Regions from separate parts of the Sus scrofa genome. Here region 2 is linked to region 1. A link is a contact called in public Hi-C data. All regions are on one chromosome and are shown on one strand. The core of a region is the stretch at or near the end of the contact, and the rest is flanking DNA. Distances in the headings are between cores, read along the strand shown.

The links. A called contact is a pair of places that touch in the nucleus more often than the background predicts.
Region 2: a contact with region 1 is called in a Hi-C map of skeletal muscle, with 2.8 times the contacts expected there. The contact joins the promoter of NFATC2IP here to the promoter of TUFM in region 1. A contact is called at or near these places in 4 of 47 Hi-C or Micro-C datasets (heart right ventricle and skeletal muscle) and 2 of 2 datasets of contacts at active chromatin or transcription factors (alveolar macrophages and skeletal muscle).

What each region holds. Positions count from the first base shown.
Region 1 is chr3:18,522,723-18,527,262 of Sscrofa11.1, reverse strand. TUFM (elongation factor Tu, mitochondrial) reads left to right here and starts at 2,558. Exons shown (of 10, transcript XM_003124515.4): 1 at 2,558-2,887; 2 at 2,991-3,185; 3 at 3,658-3,824; 4 at 4,037-4,141; 5 at 4,227-4,391; 6 at 4,510-4,540. The coding sequence starts at 2,845.
Region 2 is chr3:18,607,941-18,612,480 of Sscrofa11.1, reverse strand. NFATC2IP (nuclear factor of activated T-cells 2 interacting protein) reads right to left here and starts at 2,453. Exons shown (of 8, transcript NM_001244522.1): 1 at 2,061-2,453; 2 at 1,267-1,339. The coding sequence starts at 2,447.

The DNA of each region.
Region 1 (4,540 bases), core at 1,309-3,808:
GGAGAATGGGAGCACCAGCAGTGGACTCTCCCTGTCAGGACTGATTGTGGAACTGGGAAAAGGGCCACTTGAATAAAACTGAGGCCCCAACTACAGGAAGATGGAAAAATGGCTGCTAAGCAGGAGCTCAGTCATGGAGCAGAACGAACATGGATGGCTGGGGAGACCCAGAAGGTCATTTGGTTTCAAAAGCATCTTTTTTTTTTTTTTACTTTTTAGGGGAGCACTCACAGCATATGGAGGTTCCCAGGCTAGGGGTCAAATTGGACCTGTGCTGCAGGCCTACACCAGAGCCACAGCAACGCAGGATCTGAGCTGTATCTGTGACCTACACCACAGCTCCCGGCAATGTTGGATCTCAAACCCACTGAGCAAGGCCAGGGATAAAACCTCATCCTCATGGATGCTAGTCAGATTCGTTAACCACTGAGCTACGACAGCAACTCCCAGAGCATCTTTTTTTTGGGGGGGGGGTGGAAGTTCCTGGACCAGAGATCAAACCCGAACCACGGCAGTGACCTGAGCCACAGCAATGACAATGCTAGATCCTAAACTGCTATGCCACCAGGGAATACCTCAAGAGCATCTTTTAAAATTTTTTATTGCTTCTTAGGGCCACAACTGCAGCATATGAAAGTTCCCAGGCTAGGGGTTGAATCAGAGCTGCAACTGCTGGCCTACACCACAGCCATGGCAACACTGGATCCTTAACCCACTGAGTGAAGGCCAGAGCTCAAACTTGCATCCTCATGGATACTAGTCGGGTTCTTTTGGGAACTCCTAATTGATTCATTTTTTTAAGCTATTTGCCATACCAGTCTTTCCTTCAAACTAATACACATTAAAATAAACATGGCGCTGGAATTCCCGTCATGGCTCAGTGGAAACGTATCTGACTAGCATCCATGAGGATGCAGGTTCGATCACTGGCCTTGCTCAGTGGGTTCAGGATCCAGCGTTGTCGTGAGCTGTGGTGTAGGTTGAAGATGTGGTTCAGATCCTGCGTTGTAGACCGGCAGCTGCAGCTCCAGTTCAATCCCTAGCCTGGGAACCTCCATGTGCCGTGAGTGCGGCCCTAAAAACACAATATTAAAATTAAAAACAACAACAACATAGCACTAGAATAGAAAGCATTAGTTCAAGTACCATTCCTAAAAATCTCACATCCTGGTAGTGGCCAACAGTGTCTTAGGATAAATTCCCAGGAGCATAGTGACTGAGGTACGGGCTGGGAACCCTTTTAATACTGTACCAGCCCTTCTTAAGGAGAGCTGATGGGTTTGGAAGGACAGGAGGACAAACATCTTGGCATGTTTCTCATTGTAAAAATGACAGTTAAATTACAGAATAGTACATTGGCTAAGTGCACACTTTCTTGGAGTTTAGTTCGGCTGGGTTCCTCAATCATCCTGATGCCAGTTTTCTCACTGGTAAAACAGAGGAAATAATATTCCCACAGAATAACATTTGGCACTTTGAATGTGAACCAATATGAAGCATTTTCACAGTGCCTGATCCATAAAAAAGCTCTAGATCTGAATTTTCCAACCTCCCCTAAGCCTAAGAAGGGTGTATATATGTATTATGAATAAATATAGCTTTCTTGTCTGTGCCCAGACACTACTGAATCATAATCTCCAAGGAGGAATTAAGGAATCTATTTGAAACAGACACCGTAAATTGAGTCTTGGGATCTGATGAGTTTCAGAAACATTAATCAAGGTTAAGCAGCTGCTATTATCCTTGCAAGGTGATGAGATGATGGATGTGAAAGTTAAAGGTCATTTGCTATCCTTGCACTCATTCATTCAGTCAACAGACATTTATTGAGCACTCACTGAGTGCCCCGCCCAGTGGTAGGTGCCAGGGACACAGCCGGAACAAGACAGGCTCAGGCTGCCCTCAAAGGCACCAGAGGCTGGTCCCTTACCTGGTCATCTATAAAACTGGGTGGCTGGGGGGGACGACGATCAAGGGAATTACTCCCTGGGCTGCTGAGAGGCAACAGGGGTGGACGGCAAACTGTCTCCGCAGGCTGCGAGCCAGGAGCGAGGGTCAAAGACCGTGGGACCTGGAGCCTTCTGGACCCCGTTCCCGCCTCCTACCTAGCTCCCTTCCTTTCAGACCCAGACGCCAGGATCTGTCCATGAAGCAGATACTACTACTTCCATTTTATAGATGAGAAAACAAAGAGTCAGCGGAGAGAAGGATCACACTAGAGCCCCAACCCCGAAAGACTCCCAGGATCGTCTTCCCCCTCAGAGTTGCAGGGCCTGGTCCTACCTCCAGCTGCGAGATCTGGCCACCAGATGAGTCGCCAGACACGCGCAGTGGGTGGGACTCCACGGGGTTCGGGGCCAGGACGTTCCTGGGTCAGCCACATCCGGGCCGCCGCCTCTGCCTCAAAGAGGGTCGAGACCGTCCTTACGTACCCAGCCTCGGTCTCCCTAACTCTCACGCTAAGTGCCCGCACAGCCTGTCGCCCTGGGAACTACAACTCCCATGAGCCTCCGGGGCGCAGGTGTGCTTTGCGGCGCTCATCGCCCCCCGGCGCCACCAGAGAGAACTGCGTGGCCCCTGAACCCGCGAAGGCCAGGGGCGTCTGGGAAACTTTCTTCATCCTTCCCCACCCCAGAGGCACCAGCGTCTTCCTGGACGTCTTCGGTCCCGAGCCCGGAAGTTGACAGGGAGGGTCATAGAGACTCGGGGCTAGAAGTGCCCAAACTTGCCCTCTCGGCCCTCACTTCCGCCGGAAGCCGCTTCCAGCCTCAATTGCCCTTTGCTTGGTGCACGCGCCGGGGTCCGTGCGCCGTACCCACTGTTCCCGGCGCTCGTAAGACCACAATGGCGGCCGCCACCCTGCTGCGCGCGACGCCCCTCTTCAGCGGTGAGGGGGCGGGGAGGGCGATGGCGGCCCGGGAGTACACGGGGATCGTCGGGAGCGGCCAGGCTCAGACCCGCGCCCTGACGCCAAGCTTCTGCCCCGGCAGGTCTCGGCGCTGGCCCAACATCACTGTTGCAGGGTCTGTTGCGGCCGCTGAAGGCCCCGGCACTGCCCCTCTTGTGCCGCGGCCTGGCCGTGGAGGCCAAGAAGACCTATGTGCGCGACAAGCCCCATGTGAACGTGGGTACCATCGGCCATGTGGACCACGGCAAGACCACACTGACCGCAGCCATCACGAAAAGTAAGCGGATTTGGGGCGGGGGGGTCGGGCATTCGGCAGCGCCCGCTCTGCAGGCGGGACGTGGCGCCGGGGAGGTGGGGCCCGCCGGAACGCTGCTGGAGGTGTTTAGCATGGGCCCCAGGAGCCTCACCTTGGGTGGGCGGTAGATTGCAAGACTGGGGAGACAAGACTTCCCGTCGAAATGAAGAACTTTGTGATGCATAAATGGGGGGACCCCGAATAGCCTCCCTCCAGCCCGGAGGAGTGCCCCGTAAAGCAGAAGCGTTACCTTAGAGACGTCCCAGGGCTGACCCTTGACGCCCTAAAAGGTGAAGTTATTTCCGTTCCAGGAGTCGAAGACGAAGGTCTTGGAAGCTTGCTTTCTCCCAGGCTGTCTCCCGTTTGGGTGGGAGGGGCCCAGAGGTGTGGTCTGAGCCCTGCCTCTCCCTCCAGATCAGATCCTTAGCTGAGAGGTGTGCTCTCCTCCCGTTAGTTTTAGCCGAGGGAGGCGGGGCCAAGTTTAAGAAGTACGAGGAGATCGACAACGCCCCAGAGGAGCGAGCCCGAGGGATCACCATCAATGCGGCCCACGTGGAGTACAGCACTGCCAACCGCCACTATGCCCACACAGACTGCCCCGGTCACGCAGATTACGTTAAGGTGAGAGAGCTGCTGGGGGCAGGCCCTGGAACTGCTCCCCCGCGCACCCCCCCCCCCATCGGGAACAATGTTAGGCTTGTGGGGAGGAGGTTAAGAGAGCCAAGATGTGTGGGTTTGAGATCATGGATTTGGGGGCCTGGCCAGTGGAGGTGGCAGGGGGAGGTGGGACCCCAAGTCACTGAACTACAGTTTTCTCTCCTTTCCTCACCCAGAATATGATCACAGGTACTGCCCCGCTGGACGGCTGCATCCTGGTGGTAGCAGCCAACGACGGCCCCATGCCCCAGACCCGAGAACACTTACTACTGGCCAAGCAGGTACCCAGAGCCAGGGTATGGGTGGAAGGAGGAAAGAGGGCAGAGCCTTCACTCACAACACCGTTGCTCCCTCTCCCGCCTGCAGATTGGAGTGGAGCACGTGGTGGTGTATGTGAATAAGGCGGACGCCGTTCAGGACTCTGAGATGGTGGAGCTGGTCGAGCTGGAGATCAGGGAACTGCTCACAGAGTTTGGCTACAAAGGGGAGGAGACTCCGATCATCGTGGGCTCTGCCCTCTGTGCCCTTGAGGTGAAGGCGGGGTCAGGCCGGGCATCCCGAGCTCTGCTCTGAGTCTGGGGAGTGGCTCTCGGCAAGTTAAGGGGAGCAGAATGGAAGTTTCAGGGTCCTGTCTACCTCCCGCCCGTAGCAACGTGACCCTGAGTTAGGCCTGAAGTCTG
Region 2 (4,540 bases), core at 1,204-3,703, 85 kb before region 1:
TTTTTTTTTTTTTTTTTTTTTTTTTGCTTTTTAGGGGCTTCACCTGCGGCATATGGAGGTTCCCAGGCTGGGGGGTCAATCAGAGCTGCAGCTGCCCCGCCTACACCACACTGGATCCAAGCCATGTCTGCAACCTACACCACAGCTCATGGCAACACTGGATCCCCAACCCACTGAGCGAGGCCAGGGAGGGAACCAGCATCCTCATGGATACTAGTTGGATTGTTTCTGCTGCACCACAAAGGGAACTCCCCTAAATCAGCTCTTAATCACCCTACCATACTCCCTCATGGCACAAAAAGTCCTAGTCCAAGGCCTGTGTGGGCCCATGAGATCACTGTCCTATTAGACTTGATTTCTATTCACTGCCCTTGAGTGGTTTGCAAAAAAATCCCATCCCTGGGGGAGGACATCAGCTGGGCGGCCCTGATATGATTCAAAGAACACCCTGCTGGCTCCAGAGACTTGTGGCAGATGTAACAAAATGTTACAGATTCTCACCACCTCCCCCTCCCCTGCTTCCAGGATTACAGCATCAGGATCTCTGTAGATGGCACCCGGGGAATTTGTATATTTGCACACTCCTATGCCTGTTAAGAGTTGAGGGAAGGGTTTTTGTTTGTTTGTTTGTTTGTCTTTTTAGGGCCACACCCACAGCATATGGAGGTTCCCAGGCTAGGGGTTGAATCAGAGCTGTAGCCACTGGCCTACGCCACAACCACAACAATGTCAGATCTGAGCCGCGTCTGTGACCTACATACACCACAGCTCATGAAACACCAGACCCTTAACCCACTGAGAGAGGCCAGGGATCAAACCTGCGTCCTCATGGATGCTAGTCAAATTCGTTTCCACTGAGCCACGACGGGAACGCCAGGGGAAGGGGGTGTTGACAGTACTTTCGGTGCCCTCTGGTTAACAATCCAGCTCCTGGAATTCCCGCAGTGGCACAGTGGGTTAAGAATCCAACTGCAGCAGCTCTAGTCGCAGGTGCGATGTGGGTTTGGTCTTTCATCCGTGGCCTGGGCATTTCCACATGCCTCGGGTACAGCCATAAACAAACAAACAAACAAACACAAAACACCCCATCCAGCTCCTTTCAGGACAACAGCTTTTTCTGGCTAGGGTGCTAGTCAGAGAGGCTAGTCACCTCTCCCAGGTCCTTCCCCTGAGACTTGGGAAACAACTAACTGCAGAGATGTAAACTCCAGGAAGTCTCCTTGGAGAGACCAGGGTGGGCGCCGCTCCCTGGAAGGCCTCCCTTACCTTCCTCAGTCTCTGGGGGACAGAATTTCAGGAGGGACACGTGATCTGGGATGAGGTGGAGGCTGCTTTTCACCTGCAAAGAAACAATAGATCAAATCCTCCCCCCACTTAAAGGCGAAAACTGGGGCCCACTCTTCCCCCACACTCAGGCCTCCTCCAGCTCCCACTTCCTCCCTAAGGATGCAGACACCCCAACCCTACCCCGGAGATTCAGGAGGCTCAGCTTCCCCAGGATCCAAAATTGGACACCTTGACTCCCACACCCCTTTGGCCAATGCACTCTAAGGGTGCAAGTTTAGAGGTCTTTTTTTTATGAGGGTGCTAGCCATCCCGCTACTTTAGAATCCTTGGAGATCCTAGCACCCCACCCCACCCCTGCTCATCCTACCACGTGGGGACTCCAGCCTCCTGGATCCCCAGTCCTCTGTGAATTTCCACAGACTCCAGCCCTCATCCTCCTGGATCCTTAGCAATGGGTCCCAGCCTTAAAATCCAACATGCCCTATATCCCAGCCCCAGGTCCTCAAAGCCCTTCTCTGAAGCACCAGGGATCCCAGCGCCTTAGCCTCTCTTTACCCGCGATGTTCCAGCTCCCGGGGATTCCCAAACTCTCGACACACTCCAGATCCCTTTACCTTCCCAATGTGCAGAAACCCCAGAAACCCTGCATCTCTCTGCCTCCAAGGCCCTAGCCCCTGCTTCCCTTTAGTCCCCAAGACCAACCCCAAAATCCTACCCTCGGCACTGTAAGAACCCACTCTTCCGCGCTAACCCTCCCGGGGACCCGGCGGCACCTTCTCGGAGTACACTGGAACCGCAGGTGCCTCCCCCGGATCCAGCAACAGCCGCCTCCGCCGCCTGATCAGGATCGGAGGGGCTCCAGCTGGCCCTGCGTCCGCCCCTTCGCTGTCGCTGTCGCTGTCGTCCCGGGGCGCGGCCGGCACCGGGGTTTCGGGGAGTGGGACCTCGGCCGGGTCCGCAGCGCCGCGCGCCGTGGCGACCTCCAAAACATCCTCATCGCTGTCGCTGACCAAGTCCACAAGCTCTGGGTCCAGGGTGCGTCGAGCTGGAGATCGTTGGGACTGAGGTCGCCGGCCCCGGCCGCCCCGGGACCCCCGAGTCCCTCGGCCAACACCGCCGCCTCTGGACCGCCGGCCCCGTTTCCTCAGTGGCTCCGCCATGGTACATACTCGGTTCCCGCAGTCGCCCGCCTCTAGTAGACTCGCCCGACCGCGTCCAGGGGCTTCCGCCCTTCATTGGGCGAACCGCCTGCTAGTCAGCACCTCTCCCCGCCCACACTCTCCGGATCCACCCCTCCGCCTTTTCACTGGTCGCTGCACACCCGCCCATCATGCATTCACCACTGAAACCAAGCCGCCAAAGATTCCAGTCAGACTCGGTTCAATCAGCGCAGGTTTCGATTCGGCCCGGCTGGCCCATTGGCCGGGCTGTCTCTCGTCCTGAGCAGCCTTTCCTGGTTGGTGGAGGAGCGAGGCATCTTGGGAATTGTAGTCCGAAAGCCCACAGGCTAGAGTGGATGGGGGCGGGCTGGGAATTCCTTTTGAAAAACGCGGACTCCGCGGGTATTCCCATTATTCTTTCTCCCAACCGCTTGGTGGGCTATTTTTACTTAAACGCAACCTTGAGCACATGCCTCTCCTCACGTACTAATACTTCAACATCACGCAGCTCTGCGAATTACTTCGCATACATACCCTCCCTCACGCCCGACATCTAGGCAGACGCTTTTCACGGGCAATGTCAACAGAGCATAAACTTTTTTTTTTTGTCTTCTTTTTTGCCTTTTCTAGGGCCGCTTCCGCGGCATATGGAGGTTCCCAGGCTAGGGGTCTAATCGGAGCTGTAGCCACCGGCCTGCGCCAGAGCCACAGCAACATGGGATCCGAGCCGCGTCTGTGACCTACACCACAGCTCACGGCAACGCCAGATCCTTAACCCACTGAGCGAGGCCAGGGATTGAACCCGCAACCTCATGGTTCCTAGTCGGGTTCGTTAACCACTGCTCCATGACGGGAACTCCCAGAGCATAAACTCTTTTATTTATTTATTTATTTATTTGTCTTTTGTTGTTGTTGCTATTTCTTGGGCCGCTCCCGCGGCATATGGAGATTCCCAGGCTAGGGGTCTAATTGGAGCTGTAGCCACCGGCCTGCGCCAGAGCCACAGCAACGCGGGATCCGAGCCGTGTCTGCAACCTACACCACAGCTCACGGCAACGCCGGATCGTTAACCCACTGAGCAAGGGCAGGGACCGAACCCTCAACCTCATGGTTCCTAGTCAGATTCGTTAACCACTGCGCCACGACGGGAACTCCAGCATAAACTCTTGCAACACCTTCCTACAACATATACCTAAGCACAACCCGACTTACAAACACTTAGAGATGCAATAAGGGAAGTGATCTCCCCCTTCTCCCTTTACTTTCACAATTTCTTTCTGTGTCCTTTTCAAAATGTACGTTTATCTCTATAATGGCTAAATAAGCCTCTTGCCAGTCTCAGAACTCCAGGACCTGGGAGCCATTTTTTTTTTTAATTGAAGTATAGTAGATTTTGAATGTTGTATTATTTTCTGGTGTACAGCAAAGTGATTCAGTTTTATGTATATTTTCTTTTTCATATTATTTTCCTTGATAGATGCGATTGTAGGGACCAAGTGTGTACCAAGGCAGAGCCGGTGAGGAAACTGGGGCAGCGGTCCCTGCACTGTTCAGAGGACCTTGTAGTTTGTCTCTGGTTTTGTTTTGTTTTGTTGTTTTTTGTTCGTTTTGGCCTTTTTGTCTTTTAGGGCTACACCCTCTGCAGCATATGGACGTTCCCAGGCTAGGGGTCCAATCAGAACTGCAGCCGCCAGCCTACGCCACAGCCTACGCCACAGCCACAGCAACCCAGGGTCCAAGCCGCGTCTGCGACCTACACCACAACTCACGGCAACTCGGGATCCTTCACCCACTGAGCGAGGTCAGGGATCCAACCGCATCCTCATGGATCCTAGTCCGGTTCGCCAACTGCTGAGCCACGACGGGAACTCCTGTGGTAGCTTGTCTCTGCTAATCCCAAACTCATAATTTATCCTTTCCCTCTCCCTTTCCCCATAAATTTGTTTTCTATGTCTGTGAGTCTGTTTCTGACTTGTAAATAAGTTCGGAAGCCAACTCTTTGAAATTCGAGCATCAGACCTCCCAATCTCCCAGCTCCAGCAGGGGAAAAGCAGTTTAACTTCCTGGGGCTCTGCTGAAATACACAAAACCAC